Linked DNA regions of Hordeum vulgare: region 2 is linked to region 1. The links are chromatin contacts, called in public Hi-C maps. All regions are on one chromosome and are shown on one strand. Each heading gives the region's core, a stretch centred on a gene start, on an enhancer-like site or on the middle of the called end of the contact. The rest is flanking DNA. Distances are from core to core; before and after follow the strand shown.

What was found. A called contact is a pair of places that touch in the nucleus more often than the background predicts.
Region 2: a Hi-C map of leaf shows a contact between it and region 1, with 3 times the contacts expected there. The contact joins the promoter of LOC123449458 here to the promoter of LOC123449452 in region 1. A contact is called at or near these places in 2 of 6 Hi-C or Micro-C datasets (leaf and seedling).

Annotation. Positions count from the first base shown.
Region 1 is chr4H:551,711,268-551,716,902 of MorexV3_pseudomolecules_assembly, reverse strand. LOC123449452 (ubiquitin carboxyl-terminal hydrolase 26) reads left to right here and starts at 2,427. Exons shown (of 15, transcript XM_045126687.1): 1 at 2,427-2,685; 2 at 2,893-3,020; 3 at 3,144-3,740; 4 at 4,317-4,572; 5 at 4,693-5,384. The coding sequence starts at 2,941.
Region 2 is chr4H:552,156,130-552,161,764 of MorexV3_pseudomolecules_assembly, reverse strand. It overlaps LOC123449458 (NADH dehydrogenase [ubiquinone] 1 alpha subcomplex subunit 13-B), which reads right to left and starts at 3,484. Exons shown (of 3, transcript XM_045126695.1): 1 at 3,075-3,484; 2 at 973-1,044; 3 at 466-891. The coding sequence starts at 3,289. The coding sequence ends at 747.

The sequences.
Region 1 (5,635 bases), core at 1,178-3,677:
CATCGCTCTCCTTATGATGGCTTCAAAGTGCGAAAATCGCCAGTGGAAGCTCCATTGTTCTTTCCCGCACATGCACCGTCTTCTACATGCTTGATCCCGCTCCAACGGATATCCTTCTTGTCCATGCTAGGTTCTTCATTCATAAGTACAACAAAAGTATCTAACTTATGCATCATCATATGTTCACGAACATTAGAATGATTTCCAAGAAACTAAAGTACCTCGTAATTCAATTAGCATGCGCAAGCTCTAGTAACTGGTCCAATATGTATAACAGTTGGGGTTGTGGGTGTAACAATGGTATTGATGTCCTCACCACTTCTTGGCGAGTGTATGCAAGTTCCTCGTACCAACATGTCCTAGCCGTCGATGCCATAGCCAGAATTCTGAAGCCTTTGCTAGAAGACATGTGGCGACTTGTGGTCTTGCAGAGAAGTCTACCATGTATATATCACCTTTTCGAAAATCTTCAAAGATGTTGGTTTCATCAAAGGCCATTAGTACAATGCATCAAAATTTGCCAAATATGACAAGCATGTCAATATCACGGAGCATTGAGATAAACATTAAGTTGTATCCAAGGGATTCGACAAGCATCACATTTTCCATGTGCCTATCCCTTGATATAGCAACTCTACCTAGTCCCAACACCTTGCTGGTGCTTTTGTCGACAAAGACGATGTGATCTTTGGTTGGAGGTCGAAGAGTTCACTCCATCAATAGGCTTCAATCACCAGTCATGCGACTAGTGCATCCACTATCCATGATCCATTCGGTTGGACTGGATTTGTCTTCCTGCATTGAGAATTAGTCTTGTTCACCAAGGCATGCCGCAACATCATGCATTGATGAAGATATTGCAGTGATAGAAATAGTAACAATGGACGACATAAATGGTAAAACCATTTGCATTTGTTTTCTTGCATCGAGACAAGAATGTTTTCGGGTCTCTAGAGATAGTATTCGAGTTAGGCTTCATTCTCTCTAGAGACCCGATGCTGCATGAAGATATTAATTCTTCTTAACCACCCACATCTTGAGGGGTGGCTTAGAAGCAATAAGATTTAAATCAGCATCAGAGAAGTTAGAAAATGTAGCCCTAATAGCACGTTTCACAGGAGGGTTCGAATACTCAAATGAATATGCAGAGAAGGTTCATGCCATATTGTTGATATTCACTAGTCTTTTGAGTCCTTCCCTACGAAACATAGTTGTTAGTGCGATCATATGAAGAATTTTGTCTCCTCGGAGACATTGATGTGGACAATGTTTTCTTCTTGAGAGATGTCGTCGTGACATTTACTGGAAGCTTCTCAGGAAGACATTTGGGAAGCCATATCCTCTTCATGGGTGAACCATTCCTGTAGTTAGTGCCAATGAACCTAACAAATATTTCACCATTTTGACATTTGAACAATTTGTAGTTGGAATCAAAGGATTCATCAATGATGATAGGATTAACACAGGTAAAGCCAGATAATATGGATGGATCAACTATGGGGCCCTTTGTAGCAACCCATGTGGTTTTGGGATACTGCTCACGCTTCCAGTAAGATCCATCAGCATTAATGTTTCTTTCGAAACCAACACCCTCTTTCCTAGGGTTTTGGTGACTACTAGATTCATTAATAGGCTCATCAATAACTTCAAATCAAGACTTTTCATTCACGCCCCACCATTGTTTCCATTTGATTGTTTGAAATTCAATATATTACCTTATTTGACATAACTCACATTGATACCATCTTCAATTGGGATATTTTATAGTAATATTTACGCTTCATCTTTAACGCAGAGAGTGGATGGACTTAACTAGCAATCTTTTATTGGCAACACAAGAACGGCGACGCGCTAATTAACCTCATCTAGGTTGATTTCTACCTACCTGGGTGGGAGCTCTTCTTCCTCTTGGGCCAAGCAACATACCTTGCCTTCAATTTCTCTCCTTGAGTATATGTAGTAAAATACTTGATAAATCATTTAGTTTCTCCACGTAAATAAGTTATAAACATGCAGATAAATGCTTGATAAAAATATAAGTACTAGAAGGCTCTAGAACTCGTCATGGACTCAAGCTTGCCATATCAATCGCAAAGTCATGTGAAATGTTGTAAAGGTCCGAGTGATCCATCATACGCATCCGATGTCATGCAGTTCGCCACAAATGTGCTCTGCTAATGCTATGCCCTCATGCATCGAAGAACATACACGTCTCGACGCCGAATGCCGCCATGAATCTACAGAAGCCTTGAAGTGTACAAGTTCAAGGTCAATTATTCCATTTCCATTCCAGCAAAAAAGAACCATTCTATTTCAAACCTTTACCGGTCCTGTGCCATCCCAGCCCATGACTGCTGCCAAAGCCCACGGATGCAGCCCGACCCAACAAAACATGCGGCACGTCACCCGGCTCTCTGAAACCAAAAAGCAGATCAGCTTCTTTTCATCCCCTTCCATCTCGCGGCGGTGGTCATCGAAGGGAAACCCTCTCCGCCCCGCTGCCCTTCCACAGCCGACCGCCACCTCCAGGGGATCCATCTCTCCTCCTCCGCCGCCGCCGCTCTACTGGACCGGACTGGCGTGGAGCAGAGATCCATCAGGCCCTGGATTTGCTTTTCCTTGCCGGTGACGAACCCTAGTCTGCTTCAGATTGCCTGGAGAGCTTGATCTGTTCCTCCCTTGGCCGTGAGCATTCTAATCCAAACGCCTTTTCTCTCTTAAATCCACAGAGTTTCCCCGTTTTTTTTTTGGCGGATTCGTTTGCTGCTAGGTAGCGTAGCGATAGCAGTCTGTTTCCCACGAAATTTAGGGTTCGAACTGACCCCAATGCTCCTCGTTCCGTCCGCCCTTGACGCCGACGCGCTAATGCTCTGGCTTCTGTTGTTTCCGCAGGAGGGAGAGCAACCCGTGGCTTCGCTTGGCGCTCAGTTTGATGGTACAATGAGCAGGCACAACACCCGCAATAAGAACAAGAGGCCACGCGCCGATGAGTCTGCCAGCCCGTCTTATGCTGCTCTCAAGTATGTATACAATTGCCTTTCCCCATTGTTGGGAGCCGGAGATTTGACAGGGTGAAGGGTGAGGTTTCAATGTGTTTCTGTTGCTGAATGTTTTTTGCTTGGGGTGCTGCCTGTGCTATGCAGGAGGATACATTCCACTGGCACCATCACGCAAGATGATATTAGGCAACTTTACAGTATCTGGAAGCCGGTTTGCCAGGGTTGCCATGGGAACACCAAGGACTCACCCAATTGTTTCTGCGGGTTGATCCCCACCACCGGTGGGGCGAGGAAGACAGGCCTCTGGCAGAAAAATGGCGAGCATGTCGGTGGCCTCGGTCCTGACCCATCCAAGGATCTCCGTGCTTCAACCGAGACACCTGCTGGATTGACTAATCTGGGCGCGACATGTTACGCCAACAGCATACTTCAGTGCCTCTACATGAACACTTCCTTCCGTTCAGGCATTTTCTCTCTAGAGCCAGACATCTTGAAGAAGCAACCTGTTCTCGATCAGCTGGCTCGATTATTTGCGCAGCTACACTCCAGCAAACTATCTTTCATTGATTCTGCACCTTTCATCAAGACCTTAGAACTAGACAACGGTGTCCAGCAGGACAGTCATGAATTTCTCACCTTGTTTTTGTCTCTGCTTGAGCGTTCGTTAAGTTACTCCAAGGTCGCTGTTGCGAAAACTATTGTGCAAGATTTATTTCGCGGGAGTGTGTCACATGTGACTCGGTAGGTAAATGCCTAAATTGGTGCTTTTCTCAAGATTTATTTTGGAAATTGGTAGGAGCTGAACTTTAAGTTTGTAGAAGGTTTATCTTCCCAATATTATCACATCGTGTTTGCCTTGTGGGCTTCTGTTTGCTCGCATACACTGTTTTTTATTGTCTTGTGATGTTCAGCCGCTACAGAATTACTATAAAAATATCTTTGTTTGTGATTATAATAACAAGCTGGTTATCTTGTCAAACAGCAACAAAATACCAGTTAGCTGGATATGATTTTTTTTTGAACTTGAGAGTCATGTTTTGCTGGATCTTGTACTTAGGTCAAGCTATGTGCTCAGGTACATATCTTTGATTTTATAATTGGATTGACTACTGAGATACTTAGTTAGGAAGAGATAAAGTAAACACCTGCTTCCAGGTACCAAGATCTTTGCTTTCTGTGTGCCATATTGCTATAGTGCATTCACAATTTCTAATCCACACAGCTTGCGCATACCAAAGTGAATGACAATATGATATGTTTGTTCATTTGTACTCGTTAATTTTGTGGAGGACTGATGTTAGTTATCATATGCTTAAGGTGTTCATCATGTGGAAGGGATTCTGATGCATCTTCAAAAATGGAAGACTTCTATGAACTGGAGCTGAACATTAAAGGTTTAAGTAATTTAGAGGAAAGTCTGGATGACTATTTGAGTGTGGAGGCACTGAATGGGGAGAACCAATATTCCTGTGAGTCATGTCAGAAAAGGGTAGACGCCACCCGTTGTATAAAACTTCGCTCGCTTCCTCCTGTCGTTAATTTTCAGCTCAAGCGATATGTATTCCTACCAAAGGTGCTTACTTTGATCCAAAGCTCGTTCATAGTTTTGTTGCTATCTGTTGCTCCTGCTTCTGTCTTGTGTGTGATTTCTCTATTTGTGTGGAATAAACATATTAATTTATTTCCTCCACAGACAACAACGAAGAAAAAGATATCTTCATCATTCAGTTTTCCGGGACAGCTAGATATGGGGAAGCGGTTGTCAGACCCTTCATCTAACTACACTTATGACCTGGCTGCTATTTTGATTCATAAGGGTAGTGCTGCTAATAGTGGTCACTATGTGGCACATATAAAGGATGAAAGCAATGGTCACTGGTGGGAGTTTGATGATGAGTGTGTATCCAGCCTTGGTTTTCACCCTTTTGGTGAAAAACCAGGCAAGTCATCTGATAAAGCTGATCAGAAATCTCAAGGTACTTCTACTGAAGGTTCTGTGGCAAATGGTAATAACAGTAGCCATCACGAGGCTGCACCGACTTCTAATATGGGAGAGATGTTCTCTTCCACTGATGCTTACATGCTGATGTACAAACGTTCCAGCAAGGATGAGAATGGTATTAAAAGCAATAATATTGTGGAAGCCAGTAATAGTTCACTTCCACGCCATCTAATGGATGAGATTGATGCATTGAATGCATCATGTGTAAAGGAATGTAGCGAGTACCAAAATAAAAAAGATAACCTTTTGGCTTCCATACATGAAAGGCGCCAAGAAGTAAAATCTGTTATCACAGAAGTACCTGCTGCTCCAGACGATGATTCATATTTTTGGATTTCACTAGACTGGCTTCGTCAATGGGCGGATAATGCTACCCCTCCCTCGTGAGTTCTCTAGAGCGCTTGTTTATTTATAACCTCTCTTCTTTTTCATCTACATTTAAATGCTTTATCATTATTTGGTCTTGCGACAACACTATCCTGGCAAATGTTGTTTGTCTCAGTTGTGTAGAAACTTAGAACTTATTGCTCTTGTAACTACTTTGTATTGTTGTACTTTTTTCTCGAGTATTCTTGTACCCACGATTGTTGTAACGTTAGGTATCAAATATATGGAATGATAAATAAAAGCTGGG
Region 2 (5,635 bases), core at 2,235-4,734, 440 kb before region 1:
CTATTAGGGTTGCTTTTTTCTTTTCTTTGATCTTCGGATCTTTGGTCCTAGGACCTTCATCACCTTGTTGTTTTTCGTTGGTTTCTGTCATTATCAATGAACGTTAGCGATGCTGGATCTTTTAAAAAAACAAACCAAACAACGGGTTAAAATTAATTCCCTCGTACAGCTAACATATACGGACAACCAAACAAAATGCAAATGGTGATTTATAGGCTGATTTTTCTCAACCAGACCCATCAAGTCTATGCAAACACGTCGGTGCAGGTAACCAAATGCACGCTTGCTAATGGATTCAGAACGCGAGGTGTCTCTTGCCAAGGTGCATCGCTCCCGAGACGATGCAAGGTTTGGTAGCTTGGAAGGAAGAATTATGTTATTTTGAGCAAATACGATCCATTTTAGCCCCCCCCCCCCCCCCCAAAAAAAAAAAGGATATATAGATGCCTATGATCACAATTGAAATGAAGGCAAGAGTCAGAATAGCCATAGCTCGTACGAAGACAAGTTATTACATCAACATAAAAGATGATGACTCATATAAAGACCAAAGTTGGCTTGGTATGTCCAATTATTAGCCAGCCAGATTTCGTCAACACAAATCTTGTCAACAGAAGAAATACATGACAAATGCTAAGTATGTGTCCCTCGTAGCAAATTTTGGGGTATGCAGGTCTGAAAGCCTTATTCATACCATGAAGACACGGTGCCATCCTTGATGGGCTCAAGCAACAAGTCCTTGAACCTTACCAAACCTCAGGGCGCAGCTCACCGGTGGCAGGGGGCATCCACTTTCCGGAATTGTACACGCTTTCGCCTACCTTCCATCCAGGAACGTTTTTCATGATCCTGGCCTCCTCCTCAAGATACTTCTTCCATTCTTTGACAAATCTGCATGAGAATTAAAGATCTCATGTCTTCCCTGTAGACGATAGGGACAAAAGAAAATGGCCTACATTGTCGATCGAGTACCTTTCATCCTCTTCAGCTTGGAGCATCGGCAGTATAGCACTACGGGCAGCAATTTTCTCTTCCTTCAGTGCACTGCACACACATAATTCCACACCATGAAGGCTAACATAAATATAATTCATGGATGGGAAAACAACACGTACTAACAAGCATTCAAGATTCTGAAGCTAACAGAAAGTCAGAAACATAAAATGGATGTGACAGTAACTAATAACCAAGAATTGAAGAGCAATAACAGAAACATATAAAATGGGGTGACAGTAACTAATATCTACCAAGAATTGCGGTGCAATAACAGAAACATGTAAAATGGATCTGACAGTAACTAATAACTAACAAGAATTGCAGAGCAATGACAGAAACATATAAAATGGATCTAACAGTAACTAATAACTACCAAGAATTGAAGAGCAATAAAGCATGATCAGAAGATAAGGATCACAAGAGATTTTGGCATAAAATAGAGGAAACCAGCACAATTTCGTTAAAAAATAAAATGAAGTGCGGATATAGACTTCACATGTTAAACAGAAAATACAGAGCAATGACATATAGCAGGAATGAACATAGCAGTTGACAGCCTTAACCAACAGGGCGGAACTAGAGCAACAAATAGGTAGGAGGAGGCTTACGGCGAGCTTGGTTTGGACAGATATACACTACGATGTGCTCATCATCATGCAGCTGTAAGGTATGGTAATGGTGGATGAAGACTACGCGTCATCACCAAAGAAAACTCAGGGAGGGGGCTGGCAAAGGTTCACTGAGTGGTGCTGATGCGCAGTAGGGAGAGGAAAATTTGAGGATTTTGTCTAAGGCTGTTCGCCCAGTGGTGAAGATGAAGGGATTGCAAGCTACTGTACCAACATTACATGTGAGACCCATCCGACCCACTACGAGATCATGTAAAAACAACGATTGGAAAGAGGCAAAGGTGGCAAAAGGATTAGTTTGTGATTTTAAGATTGCCTTTTAGGCGGTTTTGGAGTTCCAATGCTGGAAGAGGGTCCAACCACATTGCACTCACAATCAAATTATTGATATGATCATGACTTCGTAGTTGTAGTGTGATTCTTGCCTATTTTGATGTAAGCTCAGTTTGGTTGATTTTTAAGGCTGCTCTAATGAGACCTTTAGGCAGCTCTCTCCTGGATGATGGCATCTGAACCACATGCCCAGATTATTCTTGTACGATCTCTGTTGGCACAGTTGCTTCTATTAATCAATATCCGAGGGCAATCTCCTCTTTCTAAAAAAATGACCCACATGGTACTTTGGTAGTTTAAGGTTGAGACATGGAATTTTTATTTTTACAAAATGAACAAGACAGGCCTACAAAACGAAGAAACTATAATTTCCACTGAAACCACATTAGCTTAATCTAAATATTGTGTGGCATTGCTATAGCATAGGCAAGATGATTTGCTAATCGTAGGATCCCCTGAGATCCCTGTTCCGGTGTGGAGTGCTACGCAAGTGTGTGAGGGCACCACAGACCGCAAGGAATATTGAGATGGTGCTAAAGGGCGGATATATGATGTGAAGGCGAGTGGATACCATGGAGGCCAGGAGGGAGGAGTGGTGGTGAATGGTGCAAGTCTTAGTTATGCTATAAGCCTACAACTCATTGTTCATAGTTCTTTACATAGGAATCAACAGCCAGATTGGGCCTGGCTCCTCAGCTATAAAATTGTCCAAATTCATTTTCTCCATAAAATTAGCTAATCAGATGTTACAGTATGTTGAATAGTCAACTTGGAGCAGCTGCAAAGGGATGAAGTGGCATATCAATCATAATGTGGCACATCCATTTGCATATATAACATTAAGCTACTTCTTAGAAACATGGCATCTGCTAATAATGCAAGTCCTTCCTAGTTGCTACACTGCTACCATATCGGTGTGTCATTGTCTAGACACGACCTACAGTTATCTAAATGCATTTCAGACAACAATTTATCTCAACTAACGCAAGAATGTAACCGATGGAGGTAAGGCAAGCAGCCATGCAAGGATTGATTCGCGACGAGCGCCCGTTTCGATGGAAATGGTGACGGGCACGTCATCGTGAGAGGCAGATCGACGCGCAGGCAGGCACTTACCGGCGAACCTTGTTCCCCTGTCCGACCTGGTACATGCCCCAGGAGAAGGCGCCGAAGGTGGTGAGGAAGAGCGCGATGGCGCTGGGGCCCTTGCTGGGGATGCGGCGCGCGTAGCGCACGGGCGCGAACCCGCCGGGCGGCGGCCCGTCCTGCAGCAGCGGCATGTCCTTGACGCTCGCCATCCCCGGCTTGTTCCGCACCATAGACTCCGTCATCTTGGCTCCGATCCGGGAATCTCACCACCGGCGGGGGGCGAAGCGGCCGCGGATCTGGTGCTCCGGCGAGAGGCCGAGCGATTGGGAGCGCAGATGTCGCTAGGGTTAGTGGCGGGTCGGAGCGATTTGGGGGAACCTGGTGGTGGGAGGAATCGCCTCGTTCCAGTGACTCTGTCAGCGAGTGTGGGCAGCGGGTAAATTCGTCACTCTCCGGGGTCTATTCCGCAAGAGTTTACATGGGCCTTGGGGAGAAGCGCTGATGAGCTTTGGGCCTTGTATAACGCAAGGTGCTTAGAATATGTGTTTATAGTAAATAAACCAAGATTTGCCACACACAAAAAATAAAAAATAAACCAAGTTGTCTTAAAAAATAAAATAAGCGTCTAAGTACAAGTGTTTATTGTATGAGGAATGGTTAACTAAGCGTCTAGCCTACACAAATAGACATTAGGTGTCACAGAAAAATCAATTTATTTATCTAAACATCTTTCCTAAGCATCTTACATTGTACAATGCCTTGCTGGATCCTAATGATACCTTCGGTTTTGCCTGAGTTTCAGACGGTTTCGGACGTCCTAGAAATGGGGTTTCTATTTGGCACGCCCTCCAGCCTTCGAGCCTCCTTTGGCTATCCCATTAACGGCTTTCTTTCCCTCAGGTTTTGCAAAGGTTCTAGAACCTTGCCTGAATCGTGTTTTTTTCCTTTTGATTTTTTGCTTTCTTTTTTTTCTTTTCTTTTTCATTTCTGTTTTTCCTCTTCTTATTTTTCTTTTTCTTTCTTTCATATTTATTTTTATTTCTTTTTTCGTTTTATTTTTATTTTTGAATTTGCAGACATCATTCAAATTCGTGAACCTTTTTTGAAATCGTAAAAAGTTTTGAAATCGTAACTTATCTAAATTAAGGACATGTTTTAAAATATTTTTAACTTGATGATTTTTTGAAATTGCATACTTTTTTAATTCTCACTTTTTTGCGAATTTGTTTCCTAATTCATGAAAACAAAATGTTTCTCAAATTCAAAAAATGTTTACCAATTTAAAACAAATAACAATTCAAAAATGTTAATATAATTCAAATTGTATTCATTGAATTTATAAAGTTTTCATCAGAATTCAGAATGTGTTCATTGAATGGAATAAATGTTCATCAAATTCCAAATTTGTTCATTTATTTTCAAAAATTGTTCATAAAATTAAAAAATGGTTTCAGAATTTTTTTCATCGATGTTTCACAAAAAAAGTTCGTGAAAACATTTTTTTTCACCAAGTTCAAAAAAGTTCATCAAATTCAAAATGTGGTCATACAAAATATGTTGATCATTATTATAAAATGCCCGAAAATGAAATCATTAAAATACTGAAAATATTCATTCTTTTGAAATCATGAACATTTTTTGAATTGGAGAACTATTTTTGAATCCAGTGAACATTTTTTGAATTGGAGAACTATTTTTGAATTCAGTGAACATTTTTTTAATTTGAGAGCATTTACCATTTCCTGAACATTTTCTCAAATTTTGAAAAAAAATTGAATTCACAAACACTTCACAACTTGCAACTTTTTTGAAATCCAAAATTATTTTGAAAGGGAAAAAGTTAGAACCTAAAACGCAAAAAAAGGTGGTTCCCGCTTTCCCACCCCGCACATGGGCTAGCCCACGAGGTCCAGGTGTGGTGCGCGCTCCGTGGTTCCCTCGCTCATACAACGTCAAATCGAAGGTCCCCTATAAATTATTGTCTATAAATCAGCTAGAAAATTCTAGGCGGTTACAGATGAGGTGGAGCATAGAGCTTTTATGAAACGGATCTACGAGCAATGCTTGACACACGGGTGGTTTGTTATGGGGCCAACGGAAAGGCCAACGTGAAGGCTAAGTATTTGAAATTGGGGATGAGGTGGAGCCCATCCCACTTAAATTGTGGGTGGAGGGGGATAGTTAGATTTTTTTTTGTAAAAAACATGTAATGTCCGTGTATTATTGCGAATCTATAGTACACAAACAATCCTATTTAACAAGCCCGAATCCATGTAGTAGCTCCTAATAAAATATGTGTTTGCGTCATGCATCCGTCCTCCTTCGCCCACCCGTTGTTGTGGAGCCACACTGAAGCCAACGAGGGGAGAAGGTATCACGTCTGGGTCCTCCTCGACGTCGTGGCGCGTGATGTCGACTCCCTGAATTCACAAATGTCTCATAATTAATTTCCATAAAAATGAAAAATTCCTATTTGAAAAAACCACTAATATAGTTGACCTCTATAACAGAATATGTACTTGATTTGTGGGCAATTTGCCTATTAAGTACTTAAGATTTCCTAGTAACCCATACAATTAGAAATAAGG